7 separate regions of the Mus musculus genome follow, and all the other regions are linked to region 7. The links are chromatin contacts, called in public HiChIP or PLAC-seq, Micro-C and promoter capture Hi-C maps. All regions are on one chromosome and are shown on one strand. The core of a region is the stretch at or near the end of the contact, and the rest is flanking DNA. Distances in the headings are between cores, read along the strand shown. Region 1 holds the start of Nt5c (5',3'-nucleotidase, cytosolic). Region 2 holds the start of Sumo2 (small ubiquitin-like modifier 2). Region 3 holds the start of Exoc7 (exocyst complex component 7). Region 4 holds the start of Mrps7 (mitchondrial ribosomal protein S7). Region 5 holds the start of Galr2 (galanin receptor 2). Region 6 holds the start of Foxj1 (forkhead box J1). Region 7 holds the start of Itgb4 (integrin beta 4).

Evidence for each region. A called contact is a pair of places that touch in the nucleus more often than the background predicts. HiChIP or PLAC-seq counts read pairs in DNA pulled down with a chosen protein or histone mark. Capture Hi-C pulls out chosen DNA fragments and counts their contacts.
Region 1: an HNF4G HiChIP or PLAC-seq map of pancreatic cancer cells shows a contact between it and region 7. The contact joins the promoter of Nt5c here to the promoter of Itgb4 in region 7. A contact is called at or near these places in 4 of 39 promoter capture datasets (the C10 cell line, liver and pre-B cells), 3 of 115 datasets of contacts at active chromatin or transcription factors (bone marrow-derived macrophages, pancreatic cancer cells and pro-B cells) and 1 of 9 other capture datasets (embryonic stem cells).
Region 2: a Micro-C map of embryonic stem cells shows a contact between it and region 7, with 4 times the contacts expected there. The contact joins the promoter of Sumo2 here to the promoter of Itgb4 in region 7. A contact is called at or near these places in 2 of 39 promoter capture datasets (liver and pre-B cells), 1 of 484 Hi-C or Micro-C datasets (embryonic stem cells) and 1 of 115 datasets of contacts at active chromatin or transcription factors (bone marrow-derived macrophages).
Region 3: a promoter capture Hi-C map of adipose tissue shows a contact between it and region 7. The contact joins the promoter of Exoc7 here to the promoter of Itgb4 in region 7. A contact is called at or near these places in 2 of 39 promoter capture datasets (cranial neural crest and liver), 1 of 115 datasets of contacts at active chromatin or transcription factors (pancreatic cancer cells) and 1 of 9 other capture datasets (adipose tissue).
Region 4: a FOXA1 HiChIP or PLAC-seq map of pancreatic cancer cells shows a contact between it and region 7. The contact joins the promoter of Mrps7 here to the promoter of Itgb4 in region 7. A contact is called at or near these places in 4 of 39 promoter capture datasets (embryonic stem cells, hippocampal neurons and liver), 5 of 115 datasets of contacts at active chromatin or transcription factors (embryonic forebrain, embryonic midbrain, embryonic stem cells and 2 more) and 3 of 9 other capture datasets (adipose tissue, embryonic stem cells and pancreatic islet).
Region 5: a contact with region 7 is called in a promoter capture Hi-C map of liver. The contact joins the promoter of Galr2 here to the promoter of Itgb4 in region 7. A contact is called at or near these places in 3 of 39 promoter capture datasets (hematopoietic stem and progenitor cells, hippocampal neurons and liver), 2 of 115 datasets of contacts at active chromatin or transcription factors (bone marrow-derived macrophages and pancreatic cancer cells) and 3 of 9 other capture datasets (adipose tissue, embryonic stem cells and liver).
Region 6: a FOXA1 HiChIP or PLAC-seq map of pancreatic cancer cells shows a contact between it and region 7. The contact joins the promoter of Foxj1 here to the promoter of Itgb4 in region 7. A contact is called at or near these places in 2 of 39 promoter capture datasets (liver and pre-B cells) and 1 of 115 datasets of contacts at active chromatin or transcription factors (pancreatic cancer cells).

What each region holds. Positions count from the first base shown.
Region 1 is chr11:115,490,331-115,493,991 of GRCm38.p6, reverse strand. Nt5c (5',3'-nucleotidase, cytosolic) reads left to right here and starts at 2,178. Exons shown (of 5, transcript NM_015807.1): 1 at 2,178-2,385; 2 at 2,621-2,721; 3 at 2,794-2,854; 4 at 3,025-3,139; 5 at 3,248-3,567. The coding sequence starts at 2,206. The coding sequence ends at 3,393. Armc7 (armadillo repeat containing 7) reads right to left here. Exons shown (of 3, transcript NM_177778.5): 3 at 3,526-3,661. It also overlaps the pseudogene Gm11694.
Region 2 is chr11:115,534,042-115,537,870 of GRCm38.p6, reverse strand. Sumo2 (small ubiquitin-like modifier 2) reads left to right here and starts at 1,641. Exons shown (of 4, transcript NM_133354.2): 1 at 1,641-1,773; 2 at 3,188-3,319. The coding sequence starts at 1,753.
Region 3 is chr11:116,304,543-116,308,045 of GRCm38.p6, reverse strand. It overlaps Exoc7 (exocyst complex component 7), which reads left to right and starts at 1,312. Exons shown (of 20, transcript NM_016857.4): 1 at 1,312-1,432; 2 at 1,593-1,658; 3 at 2,998-3,182; 4 at 3,364-3,469. The coding sequence starts at 1,373. Gm26730 (a long non-coding RNA gene) reads right to left here and starts at 1,182. Exons shown (of 3, transcript XR_389166.1): 1 at 865-1,182; 2 at 1-374.
Region 4 is chr11:115,602,599-115,606,334 of GRCm38.p6, reverse strand. It overlaps Mrps7 (mitchondrial ribosomal protein S7), which reads right to left and starts at 2,195. Exons shown (of 5, transcript NM_025305.3): 1 at 2,092-2,195; 2 at 1,423-1,614; 3 at 1,249-1,312; 4 at 198-365. The coding sequence starts at 2,174. Gga3 (golgi associated, gamma adaptin ear containing, ARF binding protein 3) reads left to right here and starts at 2,419. Exons shown (of 17, transcript NM_173048.3): 1 at 2,419-2,507. The coding sequence starts at 2,468.
Region 5 is chr11:116,278,982-116,282,283 of GRCm38.p6, reverse strand. Galr2 (galanin receptor 2) reads right to left here and starts at 1,345. Exons shown (of 2, transcript NM_010254.4): 1 at 434-1,345. The coding sequence starts at 798.
Region 6 is chr11:116,333,551-116,336,953 of GRCm38.p6, reverse strand. It overlaps Foxj1 (forkhead box J1), which reads left to right and starts at 1,600. Exons shown (of 3, transcript NM_008240.3): 1 at 1,600-1,736; 2 at 2,246-2,912. The coding sequence starts at 2,415. Rnf157 (ring finger protein 157) reads left to right here. Exons shown (of 19, transcript NM_027258.1): 19 at 1-609.
Region 7 is chr11:115,972,974-115,976,572 of GRCm38.p6, reverse strand. It overlaps Itgb4 (integrin beta 4), which reads right to left and starts at 1,848. Exons shown (of 40, transcript NM_001005608.2): 1 at 1,419-1,848.

The DNA.
Region 1 (3,661 bases), core at 929-3,428, 480 kb after region 7:
TCACGTGAGGGGGCAGAGGTGGAGGCAGAGGTATCTGGAATTAGTGGCAAGCCCAGGTAGGGAGTGAATTTGAGGCAAACTTGGATGCATAAAACCCTGTTGCAGCCGGGCGTGGTGGCGCACGCCTTTAATTCCAGCACTCGGGAGGCAGAGGCAGGTGGATTTCTGAGTTCGAGGCCAGCCTGGTCTACAAAGTGAGCTCCAGGACAGCCAGGGCTATACAGAGAAACCCTGTCTCAAAAAAACAAAAACAAAAACAAAAACAACAACAACAAAAAAAACCCTGTTGCAAAAAAAGTAAGGGGTGTGTGTCCAGGAGATGTTGGGAGAAGCCTGAGTTAAATAGGGTAAAGATACAATATGTATGGGATACAATATGTATGTATGGGATTCTCAGAATATTTTAAAAGTTACTGAAAGGGCAGGAGAGAAAAAACAGCAGATGAACTTTAACTCAGTTTATGTGAAAATTGGTTTGGCTTAGTGAAAATTCAGTCCCTAAGTAAGAATTCACCGGGATATGTTGTTGTTGGTTTGTTTTACCAGTTTTGTTTGCTTTTTTGTGTTTTTAAAAAAAATGTTTATAAGGAAAAAAACAAAAAATAAATAAAAATAAAAAGAATAAAGGAAGAAAAGAAAAAAATTGTTTATTTTATTTTTTTAAAAGGTTCTATATTTTATTACTAGACAAACACCCTAATTTAAGACATGAGCAAGTCTCCAGGTTAAAAATGTTGAAATCTGTCTGGTAGGACTGATTGCTGACCACAACTCAGTATAAACCCTCAGTCTTGCCATTGTGTGAATCCTTACAGACCCAGCTTTGTTCTCCTCCAGTGTCTTCTAAGAGAAGAGTTGAACCTGACGTTGTTACCAGTTTTCATCCGGATCCACTGAGGAATGGGGCGATTTTGCTTTTGTTTCTTGGCCAGGAATCGCTTGATTCGGAAAGTCTTGTGAGAAGACATGGCAAGAAGCCGAATCAGGCGTAATGCGCAGGATGGCAGAGGAAAGGAGAACCGAATCAGGCGTAATGCGCAGGATGGCAGAGGAAAGGAGAAGAGCTTTTTTTATTTTTAATTTCATTTATATGAGTACACTGTAGCTGTCTTTAGACACACCCGAAGAAGGCATCAGATCCCATTACAGATGGTTGTGAGCCACCATGTGGTTGCTGGGATTTGAACTCAGAACCCGGGGAAGAGCAGTCTGTACTCTTAACCGATGCTGAGCCATCTCTGCAGCCCAAATTTGTTTAAGATAAGGTCTTCACTAAGTAGCTCTGGCTGTCTTGGAACTCAGAGGTCTGCCTCCTGGGTGTGAGGATTAAAAATGTGCGCCACTACACTCTGCTCCTTTGTTGTTTTAAACTGGCTTTTCTTCAAGTGAGATGTCGGGCTCCATGCTGACAAACTTCTGCCATGGGTTAGAAGTCATGTCTTATCGGGGTGTAGCAGTGCCCACCTTTAAACCCAGCACATGGAAGGCAGAAGCAGGCAAACCTCGGGGAGTTTGAAGCCAGTCTGGTTCACAGAGTTTCAGGACAGCCAGGGCTATGTGGAGAAACCCTGAGTCGGGGGTGGGGGGGGAGTCATTACTCAAATCTGCATTTATAGGTTGGAAAATTGATGTGATGTCGCCATTGACTCTGAAATCTACAAGAATAAGTTGTGTCTCTGTGTGTGAACGCTTAACATTTTCTAGAGGGACATACAAGTTTTCGATTCTACCGGAGACCTCGGGTCCACAGGAAAAAGTAGTGGACGCAGATTGAAAACAATGTTACTGTTTCAAACCAAGTCTGGCTTATGAGTCCGGTCTCTTGAGAGCCCAGCTCATGCCCAGCTCATGCCCACGGTTGTCTTTAAGGGGTCCTTCTCATCCCTTGAACTGGGAGACTCACGATCCTGTCAGCTTCCAGCCTGGACAAACATGGGAGAGGCAAAGGATGCATTCAGCATGCGAAGCAGGTTCCCCATTGCCAAGAAAGTATTTCGGATCTTAGAGGTTATGGGAGAGGGATTCTGATGCTGCACATGAGCGGCAGCCCCGTAAGGGACGCAATGCCATCCTGGGCACCTGGTTGGCCACTCTGTGCAAATGAACAAAGTCCGGCCCGCCCCTACCCCGGTCCCGGAAGCTTGTTTCCGGGTCTGGCATCTTCCGTGCTTGCCGCTGTGCTCTGCGGAGACACCGGGCGTGGCAATGGCGGTGAAGCGGCCCGTGCGCGTGCTGGTGGACATGGACGGCGTGCTAGCTGATTTCGAGTCCGGCCTCCTGCAGGGTTTTCGCCGCCGCTTTCCCGAGGAACCGCACGTGCCGCTGGAACAGCGCCGGGGCTTCCTCGCCAACGAGCAGTACGGAGCTCTGAGGCCGGACCTGGCGGTAGGAGACCCGATGGGGAACCTCTAGGCTGAGTTCTCTTCTAGGCAGCCAAGCTGTGCGAATCCACAGTTCACCCCCGAACCAGAAAGCTTGAAAGGGTACACACACACACACACACACACACACACACACACTAGAACCGAGGTCTCCTGCAGAATCTTTGTGTGTGTGTGTGTCCTCTTTGGGGCTCCCCCTACTGGAAAGCAGGAGCGGGACCAAGATCTCTCTCTTTCAGGAAAAAGTGGCCAGTGTGTATGAATCTCCAGGCTTTTTCCTAAACTTGGAGCCCATCCCTGGGGCCTTGGACGCTTTGCGAGAGATGAACGACATGAAAGAGTAAGGAGGGTGAGGAGGGGGCGGCGGGAAGACGGCCAGTGCCCCAGGCCTAACTGCACCCCTTCTCCGCAGCACCGAGGTCTTCATCTGCACCACCCCACTGCTGAAGTACGACCACTGTGTGGGCGAGAAGGTGCCGGCGCCTGCGCTGATTTAAAAAAATAAACCAGAAAATGGGGGCTGGGTGAAAGGGGTCCCGCGTGTTTGAGGGCTAGTCCCACTTAAGCCCCCATGCCTTACTTATCTTGCATTCTGAGCCTAGCAAGTTCCACTGACCTCTCCCCACCCCTCCCGCCTATACAGTACCGCTGGGTGGAGCAGAACCTGGGGCCAGAGTTTGTGGAGCGGATTATCTTGACTAGGGACAAGACGGTGGTCATGGGAGACCTGCTCATTGATGACAAAGACAACATTCAAGGTTGGGCCAGCCAGTTAACCTTGACAACCCCCAGGCATCTGGCCTGCTGGGATTAAGGAGGAGTAAAAATGACCCAATTACAGAGCGCACGCTGTCTTTACTGCCCAGGCCTAGAGGAGACCCCAAGCTGGGAGCACATCTTGTTCACCTGCTGCCACAATCAGCACCTGGCCCTGCCCCCCACCAGGAGACGGCTGCTTTCCTGGAGTGACAACTGGAGGGGGATCATTGAGAGCAAGCGAGCCAGCCTGTGAAGGACCCTGAGGTGGACAGGACCCTGCCTGGACAGGTGACTTTCTTTAATCAGGGAGCCACTTGAACAGACTGCTTTCCGGCTCCTCCCAGGAGGCCTACACGGGAAAGAAGGAGACTAGCACACAAATACAGTGGAGAAAATCAGGAGGTTTTTAATAAAAATAAAAACCAAACGCGAGGCTTTGGATCTTTGATGCTCCTTTTCCTTTTCAGCTCAGGATGGGAGCGGGAGCCTTCCTTCATCCAGTGGCTGTACGACAGCCCCTC
Region 2 (3,829 bases), core at 392-2,891, 440 kb after region 7:
TAATTTTTATCTTTTTGTTTTTGTTTCTCAAAACAGGGTTTCTTTGTGTAGCCCTGGCTTTTCTGGAACTCAGTCTGTAGACCTGTCCGGCCTAGAGCACAGAGACCCACCTGCCTCTGCCTCCCTAGTGCTGGGATTAAACACCTATGCCACCACAGACATGCAAGGAGGATTAAAAAAAAAGTTAGAAAAGGAGAGTTTAGAAAGTAGATGATATTGGAAGGGATTCATACGTCCCTGTAGAGGAAATATAGTAATTTTTAAAAGTCTATACTAGCTGCAGTGGTGGCACATGCCTTTAATCCCAGCACTTGGGAGGCAGAGGCAGGGGGATTTCTGAATTTGAGGCCAGGCTGGTCTACAGAGTGAGTTCTAGGACAGCCAATGCTATACAGAGAAACCCTGTCTCGAAAAACCAAAAAAAAAAAAAAAAAAAACAAAAAAACAAAAAAACCCAAAAACCAGAAAAAGTCTGTACTAAAACTCAAAGAAACAATTAAAATAAAGTTTAATAAAGAAAAAAAGATTAAGGTGTGCTACCACTGGCCTAAGGTGACAGAAAAAAAAAGCCTGTTTTGTGCAGAGTCGAAGGGAGTTGAGTAGGGGTGAGAAACGGGACGTATTACTGGTTTCAGCAAAGGTGACCTTGTGGAGAGTTCTAGTGGAGCTAAGAGGACAACAACAGATTGCAGTGGATTGAGGAGTGAGTGGGAGTTGAGGGGGTGGAGCAGCTGGCATGGGCATTTTTTCAAGCTGTTTGGTCGAGAAGAAGCACTATGGTGGTAATGTAATCGTGGTATTTCCCCCCTCTGTGGGAACACAGTAGTAGAAGAAAATACAGGGGTACAGGAAATAAAAACACCAAGTGAGAGCCACAGGGTGGCATGCACAGCAGAGGGCAGGATTTTCTTCAAATGCGAGGATCCTACTCCTACTTTGTACTGGATTAAGGGACGAAATGATTGATGGGCCCGTGAGCTTCAGGTTGGGTCGGCTCCCCTGATGGACTGTGTTCTCTGGAAGTTGGGAGGCAGGCCACAAGCAAGGAATCCTTTGAGTGGCTATAAGAACAGTTTTCCACAGCAAGAGTAGGGTTCCCAACAGGTTGGAAGACATTTGAGGCTCCCGGGTGGGAAGCTGGTTGATGGGGAAGGACGAAGGGACTGGGAAGTTTGATGTGCAGGGGGGAGTTGCATTTGTCCTACTGAACAGGAGTTTTTCTCACAACCCGCTGCTGCTTTTTTGATGGAGATGCCCCCTTCTACGTGGAGTTGGCCTTCCGTTCTCGACCTAGGCTCACCCCACGTCTAAGGCCACGCGCCTTCCTGTCCTCGCCGAGGACCAGCTGGAAGCCATTTTGATTATGCTCCACCAAAGAAGGAGGACAATACAGCCCCGCCCAGAGCCAGGCGCGCCCCCGCGGCGGGACTGGTGCGCGTGTCCGCGCCTCTTCCCGCCGACCTGGCGGGCGCCTGGCCCAGGCGGCGGAGGCGCGGGCCGTGGGGGGGAGGAGGAGGGGTGGTTATGTAAGCGTTGCGCGCTCCCGCGAAGCGGCAGCCAATGAGAAGCCCCGGATGCTCGTGCTCGCGCACGCAGGGCGGGGGGAGGGAAGCGCACGACGTGCGCGCGCCCTCTGCCTCGTCCACCGCTGCCGCCTCCTCCTGCCGCTCCTGGTGCTGCTTGTGCGCTCCCTCAGTGCGGACCCGGTGCCTCTTTTGTGAAGCGGCAGCTGAGGAGACTCCGGCGCTCGCCATGGCCGACGAGAAACCCAAGGTGAGCTCGCGGCGGCCGGCTGCGCCTCACCGTGCGGACCGGTGGGTGGCGCGGCCCGGGGTCCGGCCGAAGCCCGCCGCGGGCTTCCCTGCCTGCCCGGGGCCCCCCACGGGGCCAGCGGCGGCTCAGGCCCGGCGCTCCGCGCCATTTTCCTCTCTCGCTCTCTTCCTCCCGCCCGCGCCCGAGGAGGCCCGGCGCCCTCCCCCGCCCCCAGGCCCTCGGAGCGCGCGCGGCGCGGCGCGAGGCGGGCAGGCGGCGCTTCGCGGGAGCCCGCGGGCCCGGCGGCCCCGCGCTGGCTCCTCGGCGGCGCCCGGCGCGTGTAAGGAAAGCGTTGGGCGCGCGGGGTCTGGGGCGGCGGCGAAGGCGGGAGTCGTGCGGCCCGGGGTTTCCCTCTCGGGGCTGGGGCCGCGCCGGATCGGTGGTGTGTGCTCCGGCAACCCCGAGTGGGGGATTCCAGAGTCGGTCCGGCTCGAGGCCCAAGGGGCCCGCGGGGGAGGGGCTGCGCTCTCCGCCGTGCGCCCAGAAACCCGCACCCTGGCGGGAACCATGTGGCTTGTTGTGGTTGGAGGCTTAGGTGCGAGCAGAGAGACACGGGCTCAACTTGAGAACGCGCCCTCGGAGGCACGGGCTACTCTTGGCTGCGGACTAGGGGACCAGCATCAGTCCAGGGCAGGGCACTCTCTGGCCCCGACTCTATTTGGAGGGGGACACAGGATGGACGAATCGAATCCTTGGACATAAACATTTGATTTGCTGAACTGCTGTTGGGGTTGCAATGTACGGGAATACTTGCACGAAGACTGTATTGCAGCCATGACAGCAAAGGAGAGGGGGAAAATAAGCTCTGAACTGAAAATGAAGCAGTTATATAGTCGAACGTTAATCGGAAGATGTAAAAAGGGAGACTCGGGATATCCCTCAGTTGAGTGTGTTCGGTTTTTTTTTTTTAAAGATATGTTCATTTGATATCATTGAGCAGAGTTTGCTAACTTTTATCAAGAAGGTAGCAGTAAAATTTGAAATACAAGGTATGGTTTTCTCACTCCCACCCCAAACCGACTCTAGTAGTTGTAGCTTTGAAAAGAGAAAGGACACTGGTGTTTATGGGAAGCGACAAATTTGGGCGATGACAGGAAATAATGCCATTTTAGAAAATTTAACCTCAGATGCATCACAAATTATGCAAGGAGTTTCTAAGTGTATTGTTGCCTTGCTAGTATCAGTGCTTCTGTACCAGACTTGTAACACTTTGTGCAGGGTTTCTGATCTTTCAGCCCAGGGGCTGGGAACAGCTGTATGCTGTTGGAGAGCCTGAGAGAAACCTGTTGATTCTGAAGCGTTCGGGCCCGCAGCTTCTTTAAAGGTGTTTGTGTTTCACAGTTTCCAAATTACACTCTTATTTTTCTTTCAACAGGAAGGAGTCAAGACTGAGAACAACGATCATATTAATTTGAAGGTGGCGGGACAGGATGGTTCTGTGGTGCAGTTTAAGATTAAGAGGCATACACCACTTAGTAAACTAATGAAAGCCTATTGTGAACGGCAGGTGAGGAATTGATAAGTGTACTTCCACTTAATAATCCATGTACACAGCCGAATTAGGAGTAGAAAATGTACCATCACAGTATTGCATGACTATTTTTGTTAAGATGCATGTGATTATATTGTATGTACATTTGCAGGTAGGTTTAATATTATGATTCTTGTGCTAAACCAGTAATCCCTCATTAGATCCATAAGACTACAAGTTCCCAAGGAGATGTCTGCACTTGAATGAGGGGGGAAAGTGGATTAGTATTTGGTGGGGTTTTTGTTTGTTGTTGTTTTTTCCCTTTTATTATTTAGACAATGCATTCTGTCAAAATATTTGGGTGTGGTAGTACACTCCTTTATTCCCCAGGACTAGAGGCAGCCAGGAATACACAGAAACATACCCTGTCTCAAAAGAGAATTTTAGCCAATTTCAATTTGGGTATTGCAGTTTTTCTGAAGTATGTGGATTTTAGCACACACACACCCCAAACACACTTTTTTTTCCCAATAATTGTAGAGGTCA
Region 3 (3,503 bases), core at 63-2,562, 330 kb before region 7:
TGCTGCTGATTGGCTCAGACTAGGCGTTGTCCGTTGCTGATTGGCTCAGATTGGATGAGTAAGGCGTGTGGCCTTTGAGGACTAGAGTTGACTGTTGGAGTCGGGGCAGGAGGAGAGAGAGACAGAAGCAGAACTGAGCAGGACAGGGAGGTTGAGCAGAGAGAACGCCAGGGACTCGTAGCAGGGAAGTCGCGTTGAGTCTGGAGGGTTAGCTGAGGGACTGCCCCAGCAAACAGGCAAACAGCCTTATACTATACAGATGTCTCTGTGTCTCTGTTATTAAACCCACGTGGGATCCCACAAGTTCTGAAGTATCCATTGTAAGCCACTCTGTGTGGAATCCAGTCTCCAGACTTGAACCGTTAAGATATGATCTGCAAAAACAAATTTGTCTCCTCAGTCAGCGCTTTTATCCTAAATTAGGGTTTAGCTAACTGGAAAGATGGCTCAGCAGTTAAGAGCTCTTTCTTACTCTTCCAGGAAGCCTGAGTTAGGGTTAGGGTTCCCAGAACCCACATGACAGACAGCTCACTACTGTAATGTCAGCTCCAGAGGGATCAGATAACCTTCTGGTCTTCCAGGGCACCTGGCATGCAAGTGACGGCACAGACATACATACCCATGGGCGAAACATCTATCTATACACCATGTTAAAATCCACAAATAAATCATGAGCTGGTGAAATAGCTCAGCAGGTTAAGGCATTTGCCACAAAACCTGGCACCCGAATTCAATCCCTCTGGGTCCTACACATGGGAGGGAGAGAACTGTAAACCCTATATACCACTCCGTGCCAGCCTCCACCTCCTGCCTTCCGCCACCGCCCTGCTTTTTCTTGGGTGAGCTGGGTTTGGCAGAGCACACCTTTCTTTAATCCAGCCCACGGTAGGCAGAAGTCAGCCTGGTCTACATAACCTATTCCAGAGCAGCCAAAACGATCTAAAAAAAATTCAGGTATAATGTTGGTTTGCTTGATTTTTGGTTTGGAGACCAAGTCTGACTCTGTAGCCTAGGCTAGCCTGGAATTTACTATGTGATCCAAACTGGCTTCGAACTCGTGAATGGCCTCCTGCTTCAGTCTCCCAGCAAGGGGCTGTCTTTCAAAGGAGCGAGCAAACCAGCCTCTGGCTACGAGGAAAGACCCACGTATGCCTCAGGTGAGCGGCTCTTCCAGCCACATTCAAGATGGCGTCGACCCGCAGCCCGCTCGCGAGCTCCGGCAGGAACACACTTCCGCCTGCCACTCCCAACATGGCGCCCCCGAAAGCGTCCGGGGGCGGGGCCGAGGGAGGAAGTGGGCGTGACAGGGACGGAAGCCGAGCAGGGTTTGGAGCTAAAACAGCGGGGAGTGGGGACAGCGCTGTCCGCTGCTATGATTCCCCCGCAGGAGGCTTCCGCCCGGCGGCGGGAGATCGAGGACAAACTGAAGCAGGTGACGCTGGGGAGAAAGTGAAGGAAAGGCGCTCAGGGGCATCGAACCGGGGTGGAAGGGGAGATAGGGTTAGGCGTAGGCCGTGGTGCTGGGTGCTGGGTGCTGGTGGTCGCCTTTCACCATCGGCTTGTGGTGATGTCCTCCTCTCTGCCCCTCGCAGGAGGAGGAGACGCTGTCGTTTATCCGAGACAGCCTGGAGAAGAGCGACCAGCTCACTAGGAACATGGTGAGTAGCCTTTCAGCTGGGAGGCTGCCGCCAGGCTCCTGAGCCCCAGAGGAGGGGCGTGTGATGGACGTGTCCTGCGCCTGTCCAGGGACTCCAGCGTGGGTAGTAAACAGTGGGCATATCTTGCAGCGATGGGTATCTCTGCACCCCAGTTTCCACCCCATCACCGAGGAAACCGCTGCCCTATACCTGTTACTGTCTGTCCTTCTGCAAACATTTCGTGATATCCTGTACATGGCCTGGTACTGGCCCCGTGTCATTGTCAAATTCAAGCGAGGCGAGGCAGCGAAGTCACAGGGGCTTTGGAAGCAAAACCATCTCAGAGAGTTAATGCGTCTTAGATCTACCCAATGTCCTACAGCTTACTATGTGGTTCCTGGTGGTAGGCCTTGAGTTATGGTTAATTTACCTGGTAAAGCAGACAATGTCAGCCTCCCAGTGTGTCCGTGGAGGAAGTCTATGCATGCTTCCCAGTGTCTGGTATACAGTAAGATGCTTTAAAAGTGCTTGCATTTGTATTTACACAGTAATAAAATACTTGTTGAATGAGATTTGCCCTTAGGGAAAGAGGTTGGCTGTTTGTTTGAGGTAACAGTAATATATTTGCAACTATTTTGGAGGAAGCTACTTTCTGTTCAGTCTAGGAAAACTTCAGAGAGAACAGAAATTGAGATTTGACTTTCAAGGGTAGAAAGGAATCTATCCTGAGGTGATTGAAAAAAAAAATTTATTATGTATAGTGTTCTGGTTGTATGTATGGCCATATGCCAGAAGAGGGCACTAGATCTCATTATAGATGGTTGTGGTTGAGCCGCTATGTGGTGCTGGGAATTGAACTCAGGACTTCCGAAGAGCAGCCAGTGTTCTTAACTGCTGAGCTGGCTCTCCAGCCTGATTATCTCTTTTTGCAAATAAGCAAATTTATTTTATGTGCATGAGTGTTTGCATGTGTGTATGTGTCCCACAAATGAGCAGTGCCTGCAGAGGTCAGAAGAGGCTGTCATATCCTGTGGAATTGGAGTTACAGGCAGTCAGTTGTAAGCTGGCAGATGTGCGTGCTGAGAACTCAGTACCAGTCCTCTGCAAGAGCAGAGTCATCTCTCCAGCTCCTTGAAGGAAGAATTCGCTTAATGTTCCTCTTGCCGTCAGATGAACTTTCAACCAGTTTATGGTGAGCCGTGTACCAGACTAGGAGTGCAGTTGTAGCAAACAAGTCGACTATGTTCCTTCCTATGGGTAGCAGTGTATCGTCTAGAAAACCAAGAAAAGACAAGAAATGTCTGTGAGTATTTCCAGGACAGCCCTGGGAGCCATGAGCCAGAGGAGTTCCCCCCCACAGGTGTCCATCCTGTCGTCCTTTGAGAGCCGACTCATGAAGCTGGAGAACTCTATCATCCCTGTGCACAAGCAGACAGAGAACCTACAGAGGCTGCAGGAGAACGTGGAGAAGACGTTATCCTGCCTGGACCACGTTATCAGCTACTACCACGTAGCCAGCGACACGGAGAAGATCATCCGAGAGGGGTGAGTTCCATGCAGAGCTCTGCTCACATAACTAATGTCTCCTGGACCCATGGAGCCAAGTAAAACCCATGTGAGCGTGGAGCCCCTTATCTGCGTTCTCTTCTTCTCCCGCAGACCGTGGCCATAGTCTGTCTATGTTATCCCTGCCCTCCAAGGCTAAGCCAGCTTTTCTCTTTCCCAGCCCCACAGGTAGGCTGGAAGAGTACCTGGGAAGTATGGCCAAAATCCAGAAGGCTGTGGAGTATTTTCAGGACAATAGCCCAGACAGCCCAGAACTCAACAAAGTGGTAAGAAACGTATAGGTTAGCGTGAGACGACGGA
Region 4 (3,736 bases), core at 946-3,445, 370 kb after region 7:
TTACCAAGAGTTCAAAGCTTAGGCTACACAGGACACTGGACATTTTGTCCTCTACCTATGGCATTTACACGGTGGGCCTCAGACAAGCAGATTCTGACAGTCCCCAATTTCTAGGGTTATTATACTTGGCCTAACTCTGGGCACTCCCGTCACACACTCCCACCCCGACCCGTCTCACACACAGGCTCCCCACTCACCTGGTAGAAATGGCCCCCTTTGAGGATCGGCACCAACCCAATCACAGGCTCACAGTTTTTGAGTGCCTCGTGGAAGATCCTGTAGGGGTTCCGTTCAATGGTGGCCTGTTCCTCCGCAGAGGCAGCACGGTACTTTTCAAACTGCTTCCTTTTCACAGCTTCCAGAGTCTGCAAGAGACGGAAGAGGCTGCTCGGGCCCTAAGTTTAACCAGCTCACCTGGGAGTGCTGCACACTCATGACTGCACGGGGCGCTGGAGGCAGGAGAGTCAGGAGGTGAAGGTTATCCTCAGGTGCACAGCAAGCTCAGGCTAGACTGTGTTCCACGAGACCCTCTTTCAGGAAAGCCAGAGTTTAAGTGCCTCCTGCTCTGCTAGACCATGACCCCAAGAACAGGCCGAGATTATTTGTTCTTGTTTTGAGACAGGGTTTTCCTGTGTAGTCCTGGCTGTCCTGGAATTCACTGTGCAGATCACGTTGGCCTCAAACTCACAGAGATCCACCTGCCTCTGCTTCCCAAATGCTGGGATTAAAAGTGTGAACTACCACCACCCAGGCAAGAACTTTTTTTTTTAATGTTGACAGAATGGGAAACTTCTGGGGACTCTGTGTAGCTCTGGCCGGGGTGAAACTAGCTTTTGACCATCCTGGCCTCAAACTTTTCCCAACTCTGCCTCTTTTATTGTTAGGTTGTCCCCCCACCCCACCCCAAGACTGGATCTTAATATACAGCTCTGGCTGTCTGGAACTCAGAGATCTGCCTACCTCTGGCTCTGTTTTGATTGTTTTTAAGACAGGATCTCACTAAGTAGCTCTGTTCCAGAACTCACTCTGTAGCTCAAGCAGGCCTGACTTATCTCTGCTTCTCGAGTGCTGGATTCAAATGCCTTCTCCAGCGATGGGATTTGAGGTGGGCACCACCAATCTCAGATCTTGGAAATTTTAATGGCAGGAATAGAAACCTGTTTTCTAGTTTTGAAGCCATGGTGTAAAACGCAGACACCAAGCCTGAGGGAAAAGAAAGACAAGCTGAAGAGGAAGAAGCGGCCTTACCTGAGCCATGAGAGACCGGGCCAGAACTTTGTTGCCTCCCTTCATCATCATGTTGGTGAATTTGCTTCAAGGAGAAAAACATGGTTAGCTTTCCCGGGCTGTACTCCGGATCCCTCAGCAGAAAACTGCCCCAGGTGAGTTCCAGCCCACAGCAGAGGAGCATTTGCGCCAAACCTGATGACCGGGTCTGCGAACACCGAGCTGGTTTCAGTCGCGGCCGCAGCTTTGATAAACTGGGTTTTCTTGAGCTCCTGGTCATACTTCTCCTCTTCGGTGAGTTCCGCCACCGGCTTGCGGTAATATTCCTTGTCAATCAAGGGCTCCCGGAATTCGGGGGCATAGCGGCTCCCCCTCACCTGTGTGAGCCTGGGAGTGGGGCGAGGAGGAAGCAGACAGAACCCTACGGGTGAATCTGTGACTCCACAAAAGTGAACAAGCTTGACTTAACAGTAAGCCGCAAGTGCCATCACGCTGACGAGGGACGGTGGCGCTGGGACCGCCTGCTAACCTGACAGCAGTTCTGACCCTTGTCCCAAGAGGTAGGCAGCCCCCACCCCGAAACTGGCCACTGTTCCGTCGCAAGCCAGTTCTCCGATCTCTAGCAGGGCCGCACTCTCGGCTCCGGGTAGAACCGATCTAGGTCATCCCGGCCTGTCAGGCATAGGACAGGGTACTAAGCCCCCAAACCGGCCCGTTTAATGGCTGGAGTCAGCCATCTCGGCGCCCCGAGTTAGTGCCCTCCCGCGCCAGAACTCAGCGCAGCTCGCCTGCGGCTTCTTTCCTTTCCCCAGGTCCTCCCGTGAAGGTCCGAGCGGCGGTCCCGGCTACGCGCTGCCTTCTCACCCTGGAAGGTTCCAGACGGCGCACCTCACTCCCAGGGCCAGCCCGGACCAGCGAAGCGGAGCGCGCAGCGCGGGGGCAGCCATCTTGGCCGCTGTCAGGACCTCGGAGGGCTGCCCACAGCGCGCCTGCGTGAGTGAGCGACAGGACACGGATGAGAGCCTGCGCACTTTCCTCGGGCGTGGGTTTCCCTTCAGAGGTTCCCTCTGAGGAAGAAGCGAAGACACATCCTCGCCCTCGCGGCCTCCGACGCGGTCCGGCGCGCCCGTGGACCGCAGCCCTCGGCGCGCTCAGGCCCCCATGCGGGCCCCGCCCCCGCCCTGCTCGCGCAGAACCTCGCGAGGCTTGAGGGCGCAGGGCCGGACCGGGCGGCTGCAATATGGCGGAGGCGGAAGGGGAGAGCCTGGAGTCCTGGCTGAGTGAGTATCCGGGGCCGCCTCTACCTGACCTCCAACCACGGGCCTGCCTCCTCCCTCCCTGCGCCATCCCCTCCGCCGCGGCGGCCCGCGGCAGTCCACACCCGGCGTCGCCTCGCGGCGAGCATCCGGCGCTCACACCCCTTGCGAGCAGCGGCCCTTCCCCGCCGCGCGTCCTCAGGCTCCCGCGGGTGACACCTGCAGCGCGAGATCCTGCAGGCCCGGAAAGCGACACCCGGGCGCCTTGGGCTGACAGGCGGGCGTCGTGGGGAGGTTGAGGTGGGGCTGCACCCAGCCTGTGCTCTGGGACCGGGCATTGGACAGGTCCCTCGGGGAGGGTTGAGCGGTGCCACGCCGCACACACAACACAGCTGGCAGCTTCCAGAGTGGGACCATCCTCAGTGAGGATGCTGGAAGTGAGAATTCATTTCCAAAGCGCGACTACAGGGAACAATATACCACGAAGCGTGCTAAATATGTACTGAAGGAACACACATGCGCGCACACACACACACATATATGCACGCACTCATTTTAACGAGATAACCCGCTCTTGAGTAACTCAAAAAACAATGACTGCTGCTATATCGACGTGTTGCTATCTTTACTAATTTGTACATTGCTCCAAAGGAATAAGGTTTAACGTTAGCGGACAGTTCATCCAGGTTATTTAGTAAGGGTTAATAAGGCTGGTTAATCACGCCTTATCAAGGGTCAATAAATTAACTTTACTAAGGGCTAGCCCCGGGAGAGCCTCTGAAATGGAGACGAATCAGGTAAGACGTCTTTGTAGAGCCCTGAGCTGGAAATCCTTTACGGAATACAGTTGTCTCTTTGATGTCTTGAGTGTTGTTCCTAGAGGCATGGCCTTCCTTAAGAACTACTGTTCAGGAGATTGAAATTAGCTTTAAGGGAAGCTACATCCCAAAAGAAAAGTAAGATCACAGTTGCAGTGTCTGATGTTTGCGGGCAGGGCATAGAGCCATCTCCCTATATGTGACAGTTCTCTGGGGAGTGTACAGTGCTGGATTACAGGCATTGGCTAAAATCATTTACCCAAGGATCCCAGTGTCCAGTCAGCTGTGTATAGACCAGGCTGGCCTCGAACTCACTGAGATCCTCCTGCCCCTGCCTCCCCAGTGCTAGGATTAAAGGTGTGCACCACCACGCCCAGCTCCCCTTCTTGAAAGATGAAAATAATTGGAATTGTAGACCCAGTATCTCACTTAATG
Region 5 (3,302 bases), core at 96-2,595, 310 kb before region 7:
GTCTATCCAAAGTACAGCTCAGTCCTAAGCCTAAAGCCGGACAACGCTCCAGGTGCTGAGCTTGGGGCCAAGAAGCAAATGCCTCTCTGCAGCTCTCAATTAGCATTTGAATACTGGCAAGTTACTTTGCAAGCCAACTCTGGTCTGAGTACTGCAATGTTTCTGAGAGACTTTTAGCTCAAGCAACAATAACGTAAAGACCCCAGAAATCCGATTTCTCCAGCCTTCGAGGTCTGAGGACCGACTTAATCAAGGGACACTCTTAGTCACGGAGTCTTAGTCCCCTTTCCCCTTGCGTTTCACGGCCTCGGGCCACTTTGTAATTTTAGTGTTCTCCCCGACTACGCATCCCTTCTGGATCCTTGCGTGGCGACTCCAGTGCAAGCTCCTACCTGGGTACCCAGTTCTCAGACACCACAGAATGTTCACTCACCTGTCCAGCGAGACAGCGGCCAGCGTGAAGCTGCTGGCGTGCATAGTGAGGAAGATGAGGAAATGAACGGCCTTGCAGAGCAGTGAGCCAAACACCCAATCGTCCAGGGTATAGATGGTGGCCTGGAAAGGCACGCAGCACAGGATGAAACACAGGTCGGCCACACCCAGGTTGAGGATGAATAGGTTCGTGGTGCTGACCGCCTGGCCGCCGCGCAGCAGCACCGCCAGCACCAGCGCGTTGCCCACAGCGCCCACGAGGAAGATGAGCGCGAAAAATAGGGGTACGAGGACCGCCTCGGGCTGCCAGCCGCCGCCACCTTCCTGGCTCGAGTCCTCCGCCCCCTGGCTGTCCGAGCCATTCATGGTATCACCAAAGCAGACGCCGCCCTGGCTCCCGCAGCCGTCCGGGTCTTGGTGAGCGCGTAGCTCCCTGGCTGCAGCGCCCCAGCAAGACTGTCGAGCTCCAAGAGCCAGAGCAGGGGTGCGCGGGGGACGGGAGGAGGAGCGAGCACCCAGAGTATAGGATGGTACCCCGCTCCGGCCTGCAGCCGAGAGAGGAGCTGTCGAATGACCCTGACTCCATTTGGCTCCCGCGCTCAAGTCCTGGGACCCGCTCTGCTTTAGACTTGAGTCGGTCACTAGCGAGTCACACTGTTCCTGGATTGGTGGAGGGAGCAGGGTGCGTGTGGGACATGGGGCGCCTTTAAGAGATCCATCCCATTCTTGGAATGAGGGGGCTGACACAGATTACTGGCCCTGTGGTTGGTCACCCCTCAACGCCCCCTTCCCCCAAACACAAAGTGTTATGGCCAGCCATATTTCTAGGCCTCTCCCATTTCTAAATCCTTGGAATACCTCAGCCTGCCACACAAGGAACTCCAGAGACCAACCCAGAAGAGGCAGAAAGGAGGGCGGTTTTTTTTTTTTTTCCTCCTTGTTTTGAGACTGGGTGTTCCTGTGGAGCCAAACTAGCCCAGACTCACCCTTTTGCATTAGCTTCTGTGGTACTGGGACTTTAGCCATGCGCCACTATGTCCGGCCAGAATGGAAATTTTCATCTTTTTTTTTTTTTCATCTGCTAAGTATTTTCCCTCCCTCTTAACCCAGAAGTTCGCTGAATATGTACTAGTATCACCTTGTCTGTGACCCTCTCTTCCCTTGTCTGGGATGGAATGGTCTGGAAACACTGCCTCAAAGAGGTGTGAGGTAAGAAATACTAGAAGGGTTGGAGCAAGGCTCAGCGGTTAAGAGCACTTGCTGCTCATGCAGAGGACCCAGGTTCGGTTTTCAGCACCCACATGGCAGCTCTCACAGCTGCTTGTAACTCCAGTTCCAGGAGATCTGGTACCCTCTTCTGCTCCATGGGCTCCTGAATAAATATGATGCACATACACTCACAAAGACCCATGTGCGCATGCACGCGCGCGCGCGCGCACACACACACACACACACACACACACACTGAACAAATAAATCAAATATAGGGAGATGTAAGACTAGAAACCAGTTTATTAATGGATCAAATCTATTAAAGCATTCAATCTTTATTTAAAAGGGGGTGGTGGTGGTGAAAGATGGTTCAGCAGTTAAGAGCACTGACTGCTCTTCCAGAGGTCCTGAGTTCAATTCCCAGCAACCACATGGTGGCTCACAACTAGCTGTAATGGGATCCAATGCCCTCTTCTGGTGTGTCTGAAGACAAAGACAGTGTACTCATATAAAATAACTAAATAAATCTTTTTTAAAAATTCAGTTCTTGGCCATAAATATTCTTTTCCTAAAACTGGGCTTTGTTGACCCAGACATGGAATAACAGCACTCTGAGGACTGAAATGGGAGAATTGCAAGTTCAAAGCCACCCTGGATTGCAGAGTGAGTTGCAGGCTAGCCTGAGCCACCAGTGAAATCCTGTCTTAAGAGGACTGGGATGTTCCAGGTGTGGTGGTGCACACCTTTAACCCCAATCCCCAGGATGCAGGCAGGAGGGTCAATATCTGTGAGTTGGAGGCCAGCTTGAGCTACAAAGAAAGGCATTATCAAAAATAAAAATAAAGAAAAAAGAATGTGATAATAGTTGTCATCATATGTGTGTCCCCTGGGGATTGAATCCAGGGCCTCAGGCATGCTTGGTAAACACTCTGCCACCAAGTCATATCCTTATTGCAGAAAAACATAATTTAGCTAGATGTGATATATATATATATATATATATATATATATATATATATATATATATATATAGTGTCAGCTACTTAGGCATCCAAGGCAGAGGACCATTTGAGTCCAGAAGTTCAAAGCCAGCCCAAATAAAACAATGAGACACTGTTAAAAAGAAAACAAGAGGGCTGGTGAGATGGCTCAGTGGGTAAGAGCACCCGACTGCTCTTCCGAAGGTCCAGAGTTCAAATCCCAGCAACCACATGGTGGCTCACAACCATCTGTAATGAGATCTGACTCCCTCTTCTGGTGTCTGAAGACAGCTACAGTGTACTTACATATAATAAATAAATAAATCTTTAAAAAAAAAAAAAAAAAGAAAAGAAAACAAGAAAACTAAACCCAAAACCCACAACCAAACATCTGAACTTAGGTATAATGGCGAGGAAACAGCCCACTATCGGGGGTTGGGGGTGGAGGGAGATACAGAAAGAGGGAGCAGGAAGGAAAGATGCCCTACTGTAGGAATGTGGTGGGTCCCTAAGTCATGGCTGGCATGGCTCAATTGAATGAGTAAGAAAAGTGGCAAGAGCCAGGCAGTGGTGGTGCACACCTTTAGTCCCAGCACTTGGGAGGCAGAGGCAGGTGGATTTCTGAGTTTGAGGCCAGCCTGGTCTACAGAGTGAGTTCCAGGATAGCCAAGGATACAC
Region 6 (3,403 bases), core at 351-2,850, 360 kb before region 7:
CTTGCTCATTCCGCCCCTCACTCTGCCCTTTTACTTCTTGGCAAGCAGAAATAGCCCATTCACAGGGTGGCCCACTGTCAGCTGCCACACAACCCAGTCCATTTGGGAACCATCCCTTTCTTGGGGCTCAAATGTACAGAGTCAGGCATGTTCTCCTGGTGCCGTTGGCTCCTCATCACACAGTATCTGCACCTTTCCATGCTTGGTACTGCCCAGATCTTGGCCTCCTCAAAGAGCCTTTTTGCTTTACCTAATTTCATCCCACCAGAGTGTCTATCCCCTGTGACATCTGCCAGGCACAGACTCAAACCCTAAGCCATCCATCCCACTGGGGAACTAGTCCTGTCCATCTGGTGTTGGCGTGCTGGCTGCACACTTTGTTTTAGGGCCTGAACACCTGTGTGTATGTGTGTGTGTATGTGTGTGTGTGCGTGCGTGTGCTCTGTATGTGCCATCTGTGTACCCCTCACATTCATGGAGTACACTTATAGGCACATTACAGTGGGGACATCAAGATGCAATATTTATGGATTGCTGCATGATTCTTAAAAGTGAATAAAACTGTTTACAGGGGCAAGGGAGCCATTAATTACAACGTGAATTCGTTTGTGAACGTATTCGTTTCAGTCAGTGGCTCAGGCTCTTTTTAGTATTTCTGCAGACCTGGGTACAAGGCCAGCTCCATTCCTGACTGCCCTACCTGCTTCTGCATCTGCCTTAAACCCGATCACTTCCAATCCTGCAGCTCGTCAATTATTAAAGAACCCCAAAGCTGATGGCAATAGGGAAAGCTAGGGCCCAGAATCCCTTATGCTTAGTAGTTCCCATCACTTAACCAGTTCCTGGCTAAATCAGTAGAACAAATGACCTCTTTGAGAATCTTGCAGGCCCAGGGCTTTTCTGTTTTTTGCCGGCTGGCTCTGCTTCCTAGACTGTCTGAAAGGGCAGCACCTCCGCAGATGCCCCTGGAATGCCAGCTTCCGGGAACTTGAGCAGGGTGAGTGGGCGAGCTGCTTACCGGGAGACGCTGGGTTACCCTACCCGCCTCGGTGTGTCTGCGAGCTGTGTGGCCGTTTCTGCGGATTATAAGCGACAGGTGGCATCAGAGAGTCAAACTTGCCTGTGGGCACCAGAGAAGACACTCGGGGACCAGGGAAAGGCCCCAGAAACCAGACAAAGGCCACTGGCAGCCCGGTGAGGGCAAAGACTTCAAGGGCACGGTTCCCCGAGACTTGGTCTGCAGAATCCGGGGCTGGGTCCCCTCAGCGGTCAAACCCGACGCGTTGGGGGAGGGGTTCCCGGGGCCTCGAGCGGGAGCCGAGCACCCGCCGTGAGACCCAGCGCGGGGCCCTCGGGCGGGAATGCACAGAGTCGGATCTCGGTGGCGGGTAGGGGGCTGGGTGGCGCGGGAGAGGGCGGCAGAACCAGAGAGTTCCAGAGAGTTGCCGCCAGAGGAGCTGCAAGGGCCCGCGGTCTCCTTGGAGACGTACTGGCCAATGACAGCAGCGGAAGCTGTTTATGGGGGCGGGGCGTCGCCATGGCAGCAGAAGAAGCCTTCCGAGCGTCTACTTAATGCCGGTCCCCGGGCCGTCGGCGCTCAGAGAAGCGCCGTCGGGCGAGGGGGGGGGGCGCGAAGAGGGGCGCCAGCACAGCCCTCGAGCTGGGGACAGAGAACCGCGGGAGGTGGGAGGAACTTCTTCCAGAACCTTCCTCTGGCTGGCTGCGCTCTGAGCCAGGTAAGGGACTGGGAGGGCTGTGGACCACGGGATGGGAGGGCGTCGGGACCTGCTGGCTATCCAGTCCATCGGTCGCCCACAGAAGTAGTGGGGCCACGAAAATGAAATCTGAGGAGTTCGGGAGATCGCTTCCTGCTCCTCCATAACTCGGTCCTGTGACCTTCCTTTCCCGAGACCCTTCATCCTAACACCTCTTTTCAAGGATCAGATGACCTACTTTGCCCCAGCCGCGTCGTACTGACCCCCCTGGACTATTGGGATGTGATCTTAGTTTCCCACTCTTTGGGGAAAAGAGTTAGTTTGGGCCTTCCTACCCTCTTCCCTCATTGTGGCCAACAAACCCTTCAAGGGCAGATGGAGAGAGGTGGAGACGCAGGATCAGACCAGGGTCCTGTGTTTCCCTGACCTCGCCACAGGCTGCGGGGATGAATGTGAGGGGCTCCCCCCCTAAGGCGCCTCTTTCCTCTCGGGGTAGGGGAAGAGTGTTCAGTTCCGTGGTGCTCCCGCAGGCCTCACATTCGTGTTCGGAGGAGGCGACCCCCTGGGTCGCAGAATGGAAGTGAGTGTTCTGGAGACTGTGTAACTGGAGTCTGGGTTACCAGCGGGCCAGAGAGCGCGGCGGGCCACTCCGGCTCAGCCTGTGGATGTTGACCGCCCCTTCGGAGAGTCCCCGCAGACATGGCGGAGAGCTGGCTGCGCCTCTGCGGAGCGGGTCCCGGAGAGGAAGCCGGGCCGGAGGGCGGCATGGAGGAGCCGGACGCCCTGGATGACAGCCTGACCAGCCTGCAATGGCTGCAGGAATTCTCCATTCTCAACGCCAAGGCTCCCACTCTTCCCCCAGGAGGCACAGACCCCCACGGCTACCACCAAGTGCCGGGCTTGGTGGCGCCCGGGTCACCGCTGGCGGCAGACCCTGCCTGCCTTGGGCAGCCGCACACACCCGGCAAGCCCACATCGTCGTGCACATCTCGAAGCGCGCCCCCGGGGCTGCAGGCCCCGCCCCCTGACGACGTGGACTATGCCACCAACCCACACGTGAAGCCACCCTACTCCTATGCCACTCTCATCTGCATGGCCATGCAAGCCAGCAAGGCCACCAAGATCACTCTGTCGGCCATCTACAAGTGGATCACGGACAACTTCTGCTACTTCCGCCATGCAGACCCCACCTGGCAGGTAGGGGGAGGAGAGGTGCGGGTGGTGGCCACTCCCTCCTCACGACCTCCTTCTGGCACTTAGCCAGGCTCGCATACCAGATCTGCAAGGCCAAGGAGACACCTGGCTGTGAGGTCAGGCCTCATGAGAGGCCTGACCACTCTGCCAGGTTCTGAAACTGCTCCCTTGTCTGGAGCCAAGGCCCTGGAGGTACAGACGAAGTTGTAGAAGAGGGACCAATAGGGCCCGGTGTAGCCTCATGTGGGATGTAACACTAAGGCACATTCTTGTCCCGTGTCCGAAAATTCCTAGACAATGATCTGCCCGAGGAATTAGTCAGAACTGGACTCTGAAATGGAACCTAGGTGACCTCCCTGCCAACTTCTGCACCCTGCGTCTAGAGAGTAGGGCAGAGATGAGCCCCTCTGGGTACAAAGATCAGTTGTCCAGGTGGAGGGGTCAGGAAGTCATCCTGAAGCCACTGACCAGCCTCCCACCTCAGCTCCTCCCCA
Region 7 (3,599 bases), core at 599-3,098:
GCGTAGGCACCACACCCACACGCTACATAATGCAAGCTGCAGATTTGGCCTCCTCAGGGCTCAATTACCTAGGCAGGTATAGGCACCAGAGGGACAAACCCAGCTCTTACACAGACCCAGAATACAGGGCTGTCCCAAACAGACAGGACGGCAACACACACCCAGCATGTCAGCAAAGGGTTAACAAGGCATCTATCTGCACAGGACCCCAGTGGGAGAGGCTTGCCTGTGTGTGCCTTAGGACAGATGAGGCACTGAGGCTGTGGAGCCTCCCATTCCAGCAGTCAGCACTGGGAGGGTCTGGCGGGGATTTGGGGGCAGTGTAGATTCCACACTGAACCTACACACACACACACACACACACACACACAGGAACTATATAATGTAAAGGCCTAGGCAGACACTCGAGTGTTTGCTTCGACCCAAATTGTATTTTAAAAGTTCTAAAAGTAGTCGCCTAGTATAGAAACAAGATTCCACATAAAGACTAGGACTGAGGATGCCATCACAGAGTGTGTAGCCATGGCAGGCTGGGCCAGACAGGACAGCAGTTCTTGAAGCTGTAACAGCCCCTTGCCTACCCTGTCAGCTATTGGAAGTCAGAGTTAAGGAGTCAAACGCTCATTTTCTGCTGTCCATTCTCTCAGCCCCCAGGAGACTCGATTTTCACTTTTAGTGAGGGTAGAAACAAACGTGCCATCTGGGTTGAACCTATGCTCAGGGTGTGGCAAGTCTGTCAGGAAGAAGGAAGAGGTCTGCCCCTACCCTTGGGAGCCACCTGGAGTCCCGGGCCACAGTGACAGCCAGAAGGCTCCTCCAAGGATCGTGGGAAAGAGTGTATGGCGGGGCCAAGTGCTCGCGGGACTGCTGGATGAGATTCTGAAAGGTCCCCCAAACAAAGGTGCCTGGAGCGGGCTTTGGGAAGAGAGCAGGCTGCGGGCCAGCCAAGAGGAAAATCAGGGACTCCCCACGCCTGACATGCACCCGGGTCACCACACAGCAGGTCCTGTCAAGCCGGACAAGAAGGGGGCTTGCTGCAAGGTAGTTAAGTTGTTCCTCTACTGTCTTCAGATTCAGGGGAGGTAGCACTCAGAGGGCTGGTGAGCCCCCAGCCTCTACCCACTCCTATTACCCACCTACCCAGTGTCCTTTTCTAGCAGGGGTATCTGATGTTCACCATTCTTTCCCTAGATCCCAACTACCCCGCTCCCAGCTGTCCCCTTCCCACATCCTGGCAGGGTTGGCACCTGTCCTGGCAGCATGGGCAGAGGGAGCCAGGGCCTGCCAATCTTCAGGGAAGGGAAGGGAAACAAAAGCCCCGGGCGGGAGTGGGTATTCACTTTCCTCTCCAGCCCTGTTGTCCCGGGGCACCGGGGCGGGCGGTGTGCCCTCGGATCTGCAGCGGGACCTGCACCTACCTTAGTGAGACTACCTCGGACTTGGGCTGCGTTGGGTCGAGCTGAGCGCGCGGGCGAGCCCGGCGGGACAGCAGGGCGGGCGGCGGCGGGCGGGAGCCAGCAGCGCTTTATGGACGGGCGGCGCAGGTAGGAAGGAGGCGCTGGTGAGTCAGGCGGACTGCATTCCTGCGCGCTGCGCGCACCTGTCGGGGCAGGAGCTGGGGTGTCGCCGCAGCCGCCAGGCCCGCCCCCCGGAAAGGGCTGCGGCTCAACCGGCGCCGGCCCCGAGCCCCGAGCCGCCGCGGAGGGGGCTGGAGGAGGAGCCACTCTTCCCTGCAGCACAGACCGGGGCTCCGTCTTCCCCACCCGTCCAGGCTCCCAGATCGGGTCCCCGGGCCGCTCCGGGTCGCGGGTCCGCTTCTTAATACAGTGAGCCCAGCTGGGTCAGTCCCGCTGCCTCGACGGTCATCGGGTCGTGCACCACCCTCTCCGTGTCAGCGCGAGGATAGGTCGTGCCCCAAACTGGTAGGGAGACTTAGCACTCTTGGACTGCTGGCCACTGGGTTCTCTCTGCCTCTACTAGAGGAACCGATAGGCAAGGACTGGGGCCTCTAGGTTTCTTCGGATACTCAAATCTCCTTAAAATGTAATTGTAGCCATCAAGAGGCCACGTGACCTAGTGTGGAGTAGCACTCATGGATTGTTACAGTGTTGGTGACAAGCTGATTCACAAATCTTACTCTTGCGGCAGGCTCTCGAGTGCCTTCAGGCCCCGTTTCTGTTTAATAATGAGTCCGTTGAGGCGCTGCAAGAACCCAACTCTAGTCTCACCAGGTTAGCTAATGCTCACCGCTGGCACTGGACCTCCTCAACCCGTGGGGGCTTCAAGCTCGCCAAGTGTCAGAGCCAGAGTATGCAGTCTGAAACTCAGCCAGATTTATCCTTATATTTGAAGACCCTGAACTAATGTTACAAGATCTTTAGTTTTCTTCGGCTTTGCCACATCCTCTGTTGGTTTCTAAGTCTGGTCGGAGAATATGGCCTTTTCCCACTGTGTAGTCCAGGCTAGTCTTGAACTTGGGGTAATTCTTCTGCCCCTGCCTTGCAAGTGCTGGGATTACAGGCATCCATCACCACACCTGTCCTTTTATTATCTTCCTTTTGATTCGGTGCTTGGTATGGAACATAGGTCTTCATGCGTATCAGCCATGTACTCTACCACTAAACTAGACCTCCAGACCAGAGTATGGCTTCTTTATGGCATTTGCTATACTGGTTTGAAATGATCATCCCACTGGACTGTGGACTCGGAGAACCCATGTTTTCTGCCCCAACCTGGGGTAATCCAAGTTAGGAGAGGTGGAGAGGCCTATGCCCAGGTCTGGGCTAGAGAGAAGGGAGGTTTTTGTTTTTTTGGTTTTTTTTTTGTTTTTTGGTTTTTTTTTCACCAGCCCAGCCCCAGCCCTGGTGCCTGGTACATAGAGGAGTTAAAAAAAAAAAAAAAAAAAAGTGTGATTGGGTAAGATGTCTTAATGGGTCAAGGTGCCTGCTGACAAACTTCATGACTTGAGTTTGATTCCTGGTGGGACTCATTGTCACAAGGTCTCTGTGGTGTGTACATCCATCCCACCCTCTCACATAAACAAATGAGTAAAACGAGTCTGTTGGGGCACTGCTGTTGTGTAGCAGGCCTTTCATCCAAGCACTCAGGAGGCAGAGGCAGGTGGATCTCTGTGAGTTCAAGGTCAGCCTGGTCTACATGGAGAGCTTCAGGCCAGCCAGGGCTATATAGATTTTGCTTCAAACATAATACAAATAAAAATGATTTTTAATAGCCCTGTCAGCCCTGTCCAGCCATCTGAGGGCTGTTCTGCACAGGCCAGGTCCCCAGGGAGACTTCCTCCTGAATGTGGGGGCACTGGGGAAGGAGCCCAGTATGTTTTCGGCACTCAGATGTATGTTCCAGGCCAGCTCAGTTCCTTGTGGACATCAGCCACTCCAGTAGGCACCCAGTCCAGTCTGGAAAAGAAGAGCTCTACACATTGATTTAAAAATAGTTCTTTGCAGCTGGGTGTGGTGGCGCACGCCTTTAATCCCAGCACTCGGGAGGCAGAGGCAGGCAGATTTCTGAGTTTGAGGCCAAGCCTGGTCTACAGATTGCGTTCTAGGACAGCCAGGGCTACACAGAGAGACCCTGTCTCA